Linked DNA regions of Triticum aestivum: region 1 is linked to region 2. A link is a contact called in public Hi-C data. All regions are on one chromosome and are shown on one strand. The core of a region is the stretch at or near the end of the contact, and the rest is flanking DNA. Distances in the headings are between cores, read along the strand shown. Region 1 overlaps LOC123128552. Region 2 has its middle 17 kb from the start of LOC123131056.

The links. Hi-C and Micro-C count contacts between places; a contact is called where the count stands out from the background.
Region 1: a contact with region 2 is called in a Hi-C map of leaf, with 3 times the contacts expected there. The contact joins two enhancer-like sites. A contact is called at or near these places in 2 of 5 Hi-C or Micro-C datasets (both in leaf).

The regions. Positions count from the first base shown.
Region 1 is chr6A:565,321,998-565,329,393 of IWGSC CS RefSeq v2.1, forward strand. LOC123128552 reads right to left here. Exons shown (of 19, transcript XM_044548588.1): 18 at 4,855-5,223; 19 at 3,746-4,778. The coding sequence ends at 4,614. Among protein-coding and RNA genes, the nearest start is that of LOC123128552, 16 kb to the right of the region's middle. Within about 2 kb of position 1,769, at least 5 of the 8 cell types and tissues checked have an H3K27ac peak or open chromatin away from gene starts, as enhancers often do. A contact at or near this core is called in leaf, where this site is marked.
Region 2 is chr6A:565,270,717-565,278,392 of IWGSC CS RefSeq v2.1, forward strand. It overlaps the pseudogene LOC123131054. Among protein-coding and RNA genes, the nearest start is that of LOC123131056, 17 kb to the right of the region's middle. Within about 2 kb of position 4,190, at least 1 of the 8 cell types and tissues checked has an H3K27ac peak or open chromatin away from gene starts, as enhancers often do. A contact at or near this core is called in leaf, where this site is marked.

The sequences.
Region 1 (7,396 bases), core at 519-3,018, 49 kb after region 2:
AGTCATGTGTTCTGACAGAGACAAGGTAAAAAGCATCTGCATATATGAACTTAAACTAAACACATCTAGAACAGACACTAGATAAAGTTGCATATATGAAGTAGAACCTAACATATGTAGGGCAGAAACTAGAGCAAAGAACTGTGTCATGACATCTAACAGAAAGAGCAAGAACATGTACGGGACAGCAGCAGCAGAAGCACTAGACTTGGGGTCGACATCCTCTCCAGCCATGTCGTCGCCGAGGTAGTCGATGTCGGGGAAGAAGTCGTCGGAGTCCGTGATGAAGAAGCCAGTAGTCGCGCGGAGCGCTTCCCAAAAACCTTATCAGAGGAAGAGGAGCTTCTGGTGTGTCTCTCTGGAGAGGAGCGACCTCTCTTATATAGGCACAGGAGAAGGACGCGAACATGCTGCGGCGGGAGGTGAAGCAACGGAGGGAGACGAAGCGGCTCGGCTCATTCCCGCAACCCGCGGCGCAGTGTGTCGTGACGAGGCGGGCGGCGGAGGAGGAGCGCGCGTGGATGTCCCTCTTGTTCTCATACTCATACATATGGGGAAAGAACCTCCTTTATAAAGAGGTCCAACTTCCTCTAAACTAGCAATGTGGGTGGGACTAAACTTTAATAGTATCCCTTGCCTTGCACAAATGGACTAAATGGGCCTCTAGGATTTATTAGGAATTTCTGAAATTGTTATTGGGCTGACCCATAAATAGATAAAATTCCAGTATGAACCATGATGGACAAGCAGGCGTGACGTCTTATTGATAAACCCGACTCTTTGTGTGCTATAATCCTAAGGGCTAAGTAGCATCCTGGTGGCGATTTGTTGAACACCAAATTAAAGACAGGCTTTTCATTTACATGGCAAAGTATCATGGCCAGGATGGAGTCCCTAAAACGCGACTACATTTAACAAGTGGGGAATGGTTGGAATATTAATACTATTTGAAAAGATGCCGGGATCTCAAACTGTGCGACAAGAAAAATTGTGACCCTCAAGGGGGGGGGGGGGCGTTTGTTAACGAAGATGGGGAACCTGATTGATCCTGCTATTAACAGTTGGTTTGAGGAACCTTCAAATGAAATTGTAATGATTTTCACAGACGATGTACTAGTTATTTCTAATGAATAAAGGCTCCGTTTATTTATTTATTTTAAAATCTCAGACGTTGTTATGTCTTGGTCGGTGCTATCTTTCTCTGATTTTCCATGTAGATTCGTACAAAAAATTCTTTTTAGTTTTTCTTTTTTCTTACTATATATTGTATATCATTTGACTGAGACTTGATTAAGTCTTGACTGAGACCTAGCCAGACCTATGGACAAATTACCATGGCCTATCAGATGCAGTTCCAGTCCCTGCCGCGAAAACCAGTTGCCACGCACGCGCATTCCTTCGAGACGGTACTCGGACGTACCACAGCTCGATCCGTGGCTCGCGGTTGCTCTCGCGCACACAGTTCGTAGAAAGGCGTTGCGTGGCCGGGAAGGATCAAGAAGCCATGTTGGCGGAATCGTGGCCGTCGATGGCGCCATGCCAAGATGGACGGGGGTGTGGTGTGGGAGGGATTCGATCGGCGGTACAGTCCGTGCTCGCTATCTGTATCTATCTGTCTATCCCGGCCGCTTGACGCTTTGGCGATGAGAGCGACGGAGCCACGCGCAGCAAATATTCCTTCCAAAAGCTTCGCCGTTGCCGTTGGTGGCCGTCGCTGTTCACGCGCCGGTCCCATCCCACGGACGGGACGGGATGCCGATCGTATCGTATCATCGATGCAGGGCTGGGCTGGCCTCCCCTGCTCGATTCGCGGTTGACTGGCTGCCACGCGTGGCCGGGGCGAGATGCCAAGCAAACACGGCGCACTGCTGCGAGTTGGGGCCGGGTCGTGCCAAAGGAAAAGCACAAGGGAGAGGGAGGGAGAGGCTCCGGAGGGCTGGGCGGCAGGCAGTGCCACGGACCGGCCGAATCTCCCGGAAAGAAAGTCAAGCCACGTCTGGAAAAAAGGCGCCTATTGCAATAGAGAAATGCTACAGTTCTCATTGCGATATGCCGTGATAAGGGACACCGCGACGATGGAGGAGAGAGGGGTGGATGATGGTCAGTGTTCGGCTTGGGCTTTCGGTCGAGCTGGGAACGCTTTGCTTGCACGGTCGCCGGCCTGTCACGGTCTCATGGAAGCTTCTACGGCTGTCGGCGTGCGCCTCTTTCTTTTACTCGGCTGCGTGCGTGGCTGGCTACGGTCGAACAGGCGCCTGCGCCTCTGCGCGCGCAGTCGGAGAAACCAAGTGGCACCGTGGTATTTCCTTTTTTCTACGGCATGTGCCATGTTCGGGTTTTTTTAGATAGCTTACACATGTGCCATGTTCTCCATCTCATGACTTCTGAATTGGGCATGTGTTCTGTTTCACTACTGTCTCTAGCAACGTGTCAACAGCTTGCGCAGGAGAGGAAACAGTTTTTTTTTTAATAAAGACACCCAAAGGGCATCTTAAATCTGATTATCATCGAGGAAAACAAAGGCCAGTACAAAGGATAGACAACTGGACGTAGAACGACCAGTAAAAAATAAAATTACAATAAAAAGCATACTAGTCTTCTTCTTCCTCTGATTGTACGCTGCCCGCCGGTGATTGAAAATTGCACTGAACCAACAGCAAAGAAAAGCAAAACCTGCAAATGCCCTCGCCACACAAGGCTTTGAAGACCGCAATAGCCACTCGCCCCTTGAGACGAGATCTAAAAGTCGTTGAAGCAGCATCGGCTGGAGCATCACCCCAAGCAGAACAAACTTGCAATCCACCACCACCAGATCAGAGGGTTGGAGAAACCGGGTTAAGCCACAGAACAACACAGAAGATGTCGTGGTCGCCACACCAAACGCCAGCCCAAAGTACTCCTTGAAAGACACACCAACTGCCAAGATCTGAAGGGAACCAACCGATCTGGGGACACAAACTCTCACATGCCCTTCGCCGGCGCCGGATCGGACGTCGTCGAGGTAGGGAGAGACCGGAGAGACTTTATTCCAACACGCCATCGTCGCCACCACCTCGTCGATGCCACCGGAGAAACAAAAACCTAAGAAAAATAAAACAAGACGAACGGGTCCCCACTCCTCTTGCCGCCGACGAGGCCGCCGGACGGGAAAGAGGAGGGGGACCGAGGCGGCGGCAGTAGTTGTGGCGGCGGCGGCGGCTTAGGGTTAGGAGGCGGCGGCTGGGGAGATGAAAAGGTTTGTTTTAAACTGGCTAGGAGAGGAAACAGTTGCCCGTTTTTGGAAGCGTGTGAGTGAATGGCTTCTTGCTTTTATGGCGCAGGCAAACGCCTCAACAACACACCAACAGCTTGCTCTTACGGGCGAGGGGTGGCAAAACAGGTGCACAGATGACATGTTTTGCCTGGTGATGAAAGCAAGGTCGTGTGTGGAGCCCCAAGACACCGACTAAACGTGAATCACCAGCAGAAATAAACCGAAACACTACGCAACAAGAACAGCACTTGCATCTTCACGCAAATACCTGCATCTGGCAGAACAAGCACCCAGAAGCCAAATGCAACAGCATAAAGAGGCATACAAATGGCACAAGACAATTTTGAAGAGATTCCACGCCAAATCGCCACATCAGTGTCTATTTATAGGAGTACAAACGACGTCACATGCCTGGCTCCAATGCCGAAGCCCATCAGAAAATCACCACTTGGAAACATACAGCAGGCACCAACTGGCAGGGTTCAAGCACAATTAATGGCAACAGTTACCATTACAAAACTGAACAAATGCCTTTACATTGCCAGTGCAGCTTGCAGGACAAGCCAACACATTTGACCAAACTTACAAATCTGGACGGCAAGCGGAAAACACCTGTCTCAGACCAAAATATCTGAATCCCAGCACATAACTGGAAAATCTGGTAACCATGTTAACTTCCCCTTTGCTGTTGTCAGCATAAATCATGTTAATCCTAGAATAATATATATACAAAAGCCTACTGGTTCCATCAGACGACCATCTGATACCAATCAACACAAAAAGGACCAATCCAATCTTGGCCTGTGCTATACCGGCTCTCACCGGTAACTGCCTGCTCAACATTAGTAGCTGGTCCAGTCTATCGGACTGCTTTCACTGTCTCCATTCCTACAAATAACATGAATCAGATCTTGTTAGATATTACCAAATGCGTCCTCCCAATCACAGGTGGAATGCCATCCCAGCAGTCATTCCAGGTCCCTTATTTTCTTCTACAGCCAAAAAGGAATGGTGATTCTCACTCTCTTTTGCATAACTAAACTATGCATTTGTAAAAGGTAGGAATGTACAAGGAAAAATTACAAAATCTGTACTCTAAAAAACAAATCTATATACACAGGTGACAGGCGTCTTTGTATAGCCCTGCTAGGTGAATTGCACCTATGTTTCCATTCATCCAAGTCACCCCAGCCCATACCAAACACTCATTCACAACTAGTTTGGTTTGCATCATTCTACACCTTGATTCCAATTAGTTTGGTAATCCTTGCAGCAAAAGCACAGGCCAGCACTGCTTGATGCTTGTGCTTTTCAGTTGACAACACTAGGCATGCAAATTTTTTGTGAATTTCAGCTATCCCTATCCACCAGGCTCTTGTGGTTCATGGGTCTGTGTATTTCGTTTCCATGGTTTCTCTTTAGAAAGAGAATCACGGGGTACATATGCATATCCCTTTGGAAGGCGTTGGTTCTGTGTGGACGCTTGATCAGATGTCATAACCAGCTCCTTTTGAAAGGTTTCTGCCTGCTGCAAAATCATGTGTTGTGCATTAGCTTGGTGCCAGAAATAACTGAACAACTGGAAAGAAAACAGTACAAACCTTATTATCTTTTGTTTTTTGTTTTCCACCTTCCAATTTCAGTAGGGCATTCACTGATCTTTGTGGAAGTCGCTTACCAGCAAGTGGCCCCCTCTCACTGAACTTCCGTTTGAAAGATATCAGTGTCCTTGAGCTATCAGCTGTGTTTCCCTCAGCATCTCTGTTATTAAGGGAAAATCTGACGGTATTTATCCCAGAAATACTGCTATCCACCGTGACATCATCAGATCGTTGCATGGTTCCACTGCATGATTTATTATTAACCGAAGTACTGGCAGATTCTGAACTAGCTCCGGGTGTTCGGTAGGAGAAAACAACAGTATCCTTGGTTTTGGCGAGTATGTCATGGTCACACAGAACTGTCTCTCTCTGGCAAAATAAGTAACGCAGCGAATTAGTTCATTGTAGGCATTGCAATCTGTTGTCAGCAAGATATTTGAAACTGAAAGGGCATCCGCTATTATGAACATTTACACAAAATCTAATAGGACAATACGCATTGAAGCCACGACAAGGGACTGGACTTCTCCTTTTTGTCAAAAAATACCGATGATTTATTTTTTATAGTTACCAGACTCGCTGACTATGCCAAATATAATCCAATCTGATCAACTCAATCCAACCAATCCCAGTCGGCAGTTGAAGATTAGAGTTTAAAACAAGTACAGATGGAATGAATGACCTCCCAAATATATCTCAATCTGATCAATTTAATTTAATTATTCAACCAATCCCACTGCTCTAACAATTGGAGGTCAGATTTTAGAAACAGTAGACATGGAACAAATGGCACATACCCCCCCCCCCCTCTTTTGTGCACTGCACCAACCACACACATACACTACAAAACTGAAACGTATAGCTACTAGAAAGGCTGCACACCAATCAATATCTCATAGGGGCCAGAACCTGGGTACATTTTCGAAAGAAATCGGGTAACGATGCATATGATATTTTCTTTTACAAAAGTTAAGAAAAATGTTCAATTCGAGGGAAAGATGATTAAATTGATTTGGCAAAGGAGAGGTAGGACGGAAGAGAGGGCAGGGGAGAAGGAAGAAGGCATTGTGGTGCTGGATGTTAGCATAATCTTGATTGGTTAGATCATTTTGGAAAGTGTTAGTCAGTCTGGCTTGCATGTTATGGTCTTGGTTTGAGTTAGTTTCTTACGTCAGTTTTGCAACTGGGTTCAAATCGGTCTGGACTTTGCCATGTCCGTGAGTCCCGTAAGCACTTGCATTTGTGTTGCAAGTATTACTAGTAGTTCATGTTGGAGTTAGTACAAGCTAGTTTAGGTTTACGTAGCCATCAAGGTTACGTGCGAACAGATTAGGAAGGAAACAATTTTGAGTCCAGTTTGGATTCAATACCATGTCCTAGTAGGTGTTTTGTCCTGGTTGTGCGCATAGTTAAAAAAAGGCGCGCCTAGGCTCTAGGTGATAGAAGGGGAGCCTTGGCGCAGCGGTGAAGCTGTTGCCTTGTGACCATGAGGTCACGGGTTCGAGTCCTGGAAACAGCCTCTTGCGGAAATGTACGAAAAGGCTGCGTAGAAAAGATCCAAAGTGGTCGGACCCTTCCCCGGACCCTACGCAAGCGGGAGCTACGTGCACCGGGCTGCCCTTTTCTAGGCTCTAGGCGATAGCAAAACGCCTAGCGCTTAATTGCGCTTATGTACCAAAGCGCAAGGTGGTGGCATAACGCACAATTAACACCTAGTGCTTTTTAAAACTTTGATTGTGTGTGAGTATACATAAACACAGCCAACCTATAGTTTTGTAACATGGGTTTGTCATAGAAATAATACAAGGAGGTGCCTTTCGCGGAAGTATTTTGTGTGTGAGTGTTCGTGATACTTTGATATGATCGATCCGTGGGGGAAAACAAACATTTGGTCTCAGAGTGGGATCCATGATTAGAACAGCGTTTGCACTGGGGAGGCGACCCCTACTAGTGGCCCGGAGCGGCGGTCGTCGTTCGGTGGAGCGACAAGGAAGTGAAGGCAGACAGGCCGTCATCGGAGAGGCAGTGGAAGATTGAGCGAGCCGATGAGTCGAGAACCTGGAGTGGAAGAGACAAAAGAGACGAGGTCCTTGAGAAGATCCAGATTCATGTTCTTTTTCAGTTTGCTCCTTCTCGGAAGTGACAAATCACGAACCACGAATACGAATTGGAGGGGCGATTTCGATTCACAGATAGCTGGAGCACGAGATACAGCTCCTGCTTAATCTGCTTCTCTCCTGGGTGTATGGGTGTATGCATTTCATGGAGCAGGCACTGTCATCAACCACGCCGAACAAGCATGTGGAGGCCAACGGAGAACGTTGCAATGTCCGTGTTGGTCAGGCAAGTACCTTCTGTGGTCTGGCAGGTCCACTTGGGGATGGCAACCACTTGTGTGGCAATGTCCAACCTTCTCCATAATATTGTACTTTTGGTTCTACTGGTTGGTGCATGAATCTTAATATGGTACCAGAGCCAAGAAGTCTTGGGTTCAGGTTCCGCTTTAGCAATTTAAATTAAAAAAAATTGCTTGACCTTTTTC
Region 2 (7,676 bases), core at 2,940-5,439:
TAGAGGTACTGAACCTACGGACGATGGGACTCCCGTGTCGCCGTCGCCGATCTTCCGCCAGGAACGTTACCAACCGGTCAGGTCATCACGCCCTCGGAACCACCGGGACAAGAATGTGTTCATACTGCTAGGCTGCCTCACAGGCACGCCTGACACGACCATTTACCCCGGCGTATCTGGATACAAAACAGCGTGCACTTCTGTACCACAGCTCGACCCGTCGCGCGCGGTTGCTCTCGTGCATACTGTACGTAGAAAGGTGGTGGTGGTACGTGCTCGCTATCTATCTATCTATCTAACGGGCCCCTTGGCGCTTTGGCACTGAGAGCAACGGAGCCACGGGGGGCACGCAAGCGCAACGCGGCAACGGATGTCCATCGAAAGCCACCATCGTCGATCCGTATCATCGTCATGATCGCTCATCACCGGCAAATATTCCTTGCAAAAGCTTCGCCATTGGTGGCCGTCACTGTTCACTCGCTGGTCCCATGGACGGGACGGGAAGCCGATCCTCCTCTGCCTTGATTCGCGGTTGACTGACTTACTGCCAGTGGCGGCCACGCGTGGGCGAGGTGAGATGCCAAGCAAACACGGTGCACTGCATCAAGTTGGAGCCGGGCACGTACTACGTGCCGCCAAAGAAAGGAAAAGCCGAGGAGGAAGAGGCTCCGGAGGGCCGGGCGGCTGCCCCCGGTTCGGGCGAATCGGCCGCCAAATCTCCGGGGAAAATAAAGTCAAGCCCAGCCGCGTCTGGAAAAGGCTCTCGCGATATGCCATGATAACTTGATAAGGGACACCGAGACAATGGCGGGCTGCGCGAGGATGCATTTTCATTTTCCCGGCCGTCGTACGGAGGGGAGATGGATGACGCTACTGACTAACTAGTGATTGTGGGGGGATACTGCACCAGCAGTGGCTTTCGGTGGAGCTGGGGACGCTTTGCTTGCACGGCCGCCGGCCTGACCAACCGACATACCACTCATGGAAGCTTCTACGGCCGATGCATGTGTTTCTTTATGTGGGAATTCTTTTTTTTCGACAAAATTTCAATCTATTCATTTTCAATCATGACAGTAAAAACAACAAAAGAGTAATACAAATTATAACCATGTTCGTGGACAATCTAGCGACGATTACAAGCACTGGAGTGAGCCGAAGGCGCGCCGCCGTCATCGCCTCTCCCTCACGGGAGCCAGGCAACAAACATTATTGTAGTAGGCAGTCGGAAAGTCGTCGTGCTAAGGCCCGTAGGACCAGCGCATCAAAGCATCAACCGTCGCTGATGAGAAAAGTCGTATATCAGAAGGATCAAACCTGTAAACACTCAAACGAAGACCAGATCAAAACAGATCCACCGAAAACCAGCACCACCGACCGAATCCCGCGAGATCCAACGAAGACACACCTCCACACGCCCTCCGACGATAGCAGACGCATCATCGGGACATGGATAGAACGCGGGAGACATTATTCCTACCAAATGACACCGTCGTCACCATACAACCCCAACGAAAATGTTGAATCTAACAAGAACGAGAATGGAGTACCTCCCGCCAACGGGGGCCGAGATCCTCCTCACCTCCATGGCCAAGTGGCCATTAGATATGGGGCAGACCGGTGGCGGCATCGATGGGAGGAGAAGGGACTTTTCTTATGGAGGAGAAAAGAGATGATAGTAACGCGTGACCTCTTTCTTCAGAAATCCTATTCGTGCGTAAGACTTGTACGAAAGAATAGCATCACTGTTGGGGAAATACCCTTCCATTCCTGGTGTATAAGCACCTCATATGGGAAAAATTAATAATAATAAAATCAAAAAGTCAGGAAGTTTTTTTTACAATAAACATGTCTTTCTTTTCGAAATGGTGGACACCACACCAGGATCCTTCCGCGGCCCACGTACCCCCGCCCCCTATCGACGTCCATGGTAGACACCACACCCGGCAGGTGTTCGGTCAAATAGCATCGAGCTTATTTTCGAAATTCATGTCGTTTTTTAGAGTAAGAAGGATTGCGGGGTACTCGGTGGAGGAGGATGGGTTGTTATGCGATGCGTGGTTGGCCATATCTACGGACTTTATAGGCAGGAGCGGAAGAGGGTTTTTTGATAGCGCGTGCATGGTTTGTTTCATGCGCGAAAGCACACTGCGTCCTATGACATGCACATCATCTATGCATGCAATGTCAAGTCCTTACTGTATTGATAGTACACCATCGAGAACTCCATCATGAAGTATTATGGAGGCAATGTGGCCATTGCGCATGGCAACCATGAAGATCATAATTTCTGCCTCTTCTTAATGTACATGTTGATTGATTCACTCCTTCACTCATTAATTGTTGCTCTACACGCCTAGCCTGCACGAGCTGTCATAATGTAGTAGAGGTCACACGACAGACCATTCATGCACATACATTGTTGGATGAAGCTCAAGATGCAGTATGTGTGGGATAACATAATCAATTCATCAAAAACTTATTGAACATCCGGTTAATCTCGTTGAGTTGAACTATTGTTGTAGTAGACATATTTGCATGCTATTTATGCATGATTTTGTCTATTTTCTATCCAAATTTTGATGAATTTGGTCACGTTTGATGAAAATCGTCTAATTAAGTAAAATCCGGTTTACGCTACAGTTGGATGGTTGGCTCGTGCATCTCTGTCGATGGATTGGTTTTCTCCGCTGTAGACAAAAAATTCAGTGGTTGACTTGGACAGCAGGCGGGTTACACGTTCCACTGTGCAGAAATTGACTACCTACCCATTGATTGGGTTTCTTCTTCTCCCAGATCCAATAGAAGTTTCCAATGAGTCATTGCCAACTGTTTTAGCAGGAATGATCGAAAGAAGCGAGGGTTTGGAGATCAGCGTTGGAGATGCCCTAACTTCCCCTTTAATGTTATCTTACAACATAAATCATTTTAATCCTAGAAAACACATATACAAAAGCCTACTGGTTTCATCAGGCCACCTGATATCGATCAATACAAAAAAAGACCAATCAAATATTGGCCTGTGCTATACCTGCTCTCACCGGTAACTGACTATTCAGTAATCACCTACTGACTGCCTCTCATGCACCTCCGTATCTGGTATCTCTCTCTATGTACGTGTACATGTACATGTGTGACTGTTTTCTCCGGCAGGCAGATGTACTACCGCCGCTTGCGCACTCGGTGCTCAACAAACGAAAGCCGGCGGGCCGGGGCTCGATGATCGATGTGGGTCGATCAGGACGTGATTTTTGCGCGGGTGCACGGGGCGAACGAGTAGGCCTGCTACTGGTAGCCGCCGGCGTGCACGCGGTGCGACGAGGAGTGCGAGTGCGCCGTCTCCTGGTCGACGAGCGCGCGCAGGCGGAGGAACTCGTCGACGGAGCAGGGCAGCCAGAGCGGGCCGGCCGAGCTGTAGCCGTACGTGTCCCGGGCCGCCTCCAGCAGCCGCTGGAAGAGCGGGTGGTAGAGGTAGGCGATGGGGATGACGAACCGCCGGAACCCGTCGCCGTGCTGCTCCGCCTGGCCGACCCGGACGGCCAGCCACCCCTTCTTCACCTTCCCCCTCTTCTCCGCCTGGTCCCCTTGCATGATGGTGGTAACTCCCTCGCCGGCGGTCCAACCGCTATCGCCCTCTCGCCGTCGCTGCCGCTTCTGGTGGTGGTGCTAAGAGGTCACTGCTCTATAGCAGGTAGCTAGAGCCAAGGAGTGAGGTGTGGTTCGGTGTGGTTCGCGGCACTCGCGGTGGTTTTTATAGGAGTTGCACAGCCCGTGCGGGCCGGGAGGAGATTGGCCGCCGGTGCGTGGCGCACCCGTGCGCTGCCTGTACGTACGCCGTCCTTTGATACGGAGCTCGGCCTCTGGTGTGTCGGGCGGGCGATGGATCGTGTGCGTGGCTGACACGGCGGCCCGTCGGAATAATCGGGTTACGGCGTCGGGGTCGCTGGCCGTACAGGCCGGCCGTCGCGTGCGCGTCAGGCCTCAGTTGCGGTGAGGGGGATGGGTAGGTCGGCGGCGGAGCCATGCGCGCTAGTGGAAGGTGCGATGTGGTTTGGACGGACAGAGAGATGGCGACGGAGAAGGAGGGGCACGCTGTCGCCGGGCCGGACCGACGGGGTGGTGCACAGGTCGTACGTACGTCGTCCTTTGGTCGTGGCGCGGCTGGCCCACGACGGCGGACTGGCCGTGTCAGGTGGAATTGTTTTCTTGAGCCGTGCGAGCTGGCGGATAGGCACGTTGCCGTGCTGTACGTGACTGCTGCCCCACGGCCGCAGGAGATGTTGATACATGGTGGCAATTAAATTGGTCGGGCTCTAGTCTGGCTTTGCTCATCGCCCAACTGTTGGATTGTAGCTGTTGGAGCCACCCTCTGGATTACGTTCCTGTTCGGGTTTGGGAACTAGGTTTAGGCAACATTTCTTTCTTTGTTGAGGTCTCAAACATGGTTCATCTCTCGTGGGCTGTATTTCATCTTGGGTTGCAGACAATTTTTATTTTTTTAGAAAAGGCGGATGATCCCCGGCCTCTGCATTTGGGAGATGCATGCGATCATTTTATTAATTATTTTTGAGAACCTTATAAAGTAGAACAGTAATATGCTTGAATCCGTCATCTTTGACAACATCTGCCGCTATTCCTATCCAAACGAGGGTTGCAGACATGCTACGCGTGTAAAACGTAGCTTGTTTCTACTACTACTTGAAAAAAAGAGGGTGGGGATTAGTTGTTGTTTTTCTCATGGCCATCATGTCATCATGAGCATGTTGTCATCGTGGCTTGGAGGGCTTGCTACATTCATGTATGTCGGAAGTGCCATAGTTATCTACTGTGATACGCTAGAGGGCGTCAAAGATTTGATCAATCATAAGAGATACATTGTACTACATTCATAAAATAGTGATCTAAACGCTCTTATATTTCTTTACAGACGGAGTACGGTTCAATTAATCATCAATACCCGAGATCATCATCACGTTGATTATTCATAAGATCAAGAAAATGAGGTACATGACATATAGCTACTGTCACACACCCTAAGTCTTGAAGGTGAACTTCCCCCGGATCATCATGGGAGCAGCAAGGGTTGATGAAGAGGTTGAAGATAAAGCTTCTCCCCTTCGGCAGAGGGCCAAATCAAGGCTAAAAACAAAAATCGCACCAGAACAGAGAGTGGCGACAACGTGAAAAATCAGTAATAATGTGAGGTAGAATTTTGGGAGTATATACAACTAATTGAGCACCTGGGGTGACCTGGGATCCCCGCAGGCCATACCACCCCTCCTCCTAGACGCCCTTATAAGGCGGAGGTCTAGAGGGGGTAGGGGTAAGGTGTTCTGCCATGGCCGGACATCCCACACGAACTACCATCACCACCATAACTCGCCAAGGAACACTGTCTCACCATCTTCCGGACGTCGGCGCGCCCGAGGAAAAAGGCCGTCGTGGCAAAAAGCTACCACAAGGCGAAGAGCTTCGGCGTTGATGACGCCGGCCAGGCTTTTCCTGGTCGCGCCCTCCGATGGCGATGAGAGAGGAAGGGGGGGAGGAGGAGGGAGCCCGCAACGGCAGGGAAGGGTCGTCCCCGTCATCTTAAAAAACGACACGAAAGGGTAGTTAGAGATAAGGATATGTTCCCAGAGAACATATCTTATATGCTGGACTTTTTTTATGAAGTATCTTATGCAACCTACAAAGCAGCTTTGCAATATAATTAAGCGTTGATGTGAGGTCTGTTGTAAATCCACAAGGGTCGTCTTCAGTTATGGTCCTGGAACGTCGTATTACATCACGAAAGTTTCGGCTCCACTTTACTGTTACTACAAAATCGTTTATAATATCGAACACTTCCTCACAAAGATCGTTAGTTATCTTTGATAGACGATAACATATTCTTACACGTGGAGATGTTAGTTAAGGTTGGTGCTGAGCTTTGTAAGTTCTAATTAACCACGACATAGAAACTAAGCATAGTATAAATGGTTAGCTTGGCAGAACTAGCTCATCCTGATTCAAGCTCTACTTGAAACAGGACTATATTTTTTAGATTCATTTATCTATTCATTCACTGGTATAGTGTGCTTATCAACTACGAAGAGTTTGTGACGACTTGATCAATCTTAAAATGTGTTGACTTAGTCTTTAAAATGTACACGTAGGGTTGAGTGTGTGTATGCGGTCGTTAGCGTTTGTACCGTGTTTCTAAAAAAACACAAGTTATGAATGCATAGATAAACAAACTTTAAGAGCGTCTACAGCCGGACGCCTCAAACCCGTCTCATACGGAGGGCTTAAATGGGCCTCAAACGCCCGGACTGATCGTCATCCCTCATATCTAGTCTAAATATGGGGTAGATATGGGCGCACGTGAGCGCGCCCGCCACGTCAGACTGACGGTGGGGTCCCACGCGGAGTCGCACGGAAACCCGGTGGTCCGAAACTCGTCTCCTCCGTCGAATCGATGTCGCCGTGTGGCGTCGCTTCGGCGGGCAGTGTAGTGCCTAGCCCAGCAATTTAAGTCGACCGCCGGCACCGAACCCTACCATCCACATTCTTCTCCGCATGTCCGCCGTCGCCGCCACTTTCCACTCCCCGTTCGCCTTGTAGCCATGCCTCCATAGCGCCGACTGTAGCTCCTTGAGCAGATCCGGGCAAGGCGCGAAGCCCGGATCACCGCAGGCTATCTCCGGATGCAGTGGATCCGGAGAAGGAGGATGACCCGATGGAGGATGATGATGTGGGGGACGCTGACGACATGGATCTGCAGACGGAGCAGCAGGCCATCCTCGATTCCCACCGCCTGGAGTCGGCTGCGGAGGTCAGACGGCGTCGCCAGCAGGAGATGGAGACCGCGAAGGAGGCGGAAATGCTCACCTACATGGATGAGGTCGAGGAGGAGGAGGATGAGCCGGAGCCCTCCTACACGCCCGTCCAGCCGGCGCCCGGCACCGACGTCGTGAACATCTTCGACGACGAAGATTAGCTAAGGTGATACGTAGTATGTGGTATATATGATTTGTTTTGCATGCTTTGTATGGATTTAAGGATTGAAATATAAGAGACTCGAATGAAGGGTGGTTAATTTGAGGTGTGGACGATCGCTGCCTGGGGACACGACCGGACGTGTCCACGGGTGTTTGAGGTGTCGGATTTGCAAAGTCTGGCTGTAGAAACTAAGCATAGTATAAATGGTTAGCTTCTTTGTGGCAGAACTAGCCCATCCCGATTCAAGCTCTACTTGAAACAGGACTCTATATTTTTTGGATTCATTTATCTATTCATTCACTGATATAGTGTGCTTATCAACTATGAAGCGTTTGTGACGATTTGATCAATATTAAAATATGTTGACTTAGTCTTTCAAATGTACACGTAGGGTTGAGTGTGTGTATGCGGTCGTTAGCGTTTGTATCGTGTTTCTAAAAAAACACAAGTTATGAATGCATAGATAAACAAACTTTAAGAGCGTCACCCCTCATATCTAGTCTAAATATGGGGCAGATATGGGCGTACGCGTGCGCGCCCGTTGTGTCAGACTGATGGTGGGGTCCCATGCTGAGTCGTCTGGAAACCCGGCGGTCTGAAACTCGTCTCCTTCGTCGAATCGATGTCGCCGCGTGGCATCGCTTCGGCGGGCAGTGTAGTGCCTAGCCTGGCAATTTAAGTTGACTGCCGGCACCGAA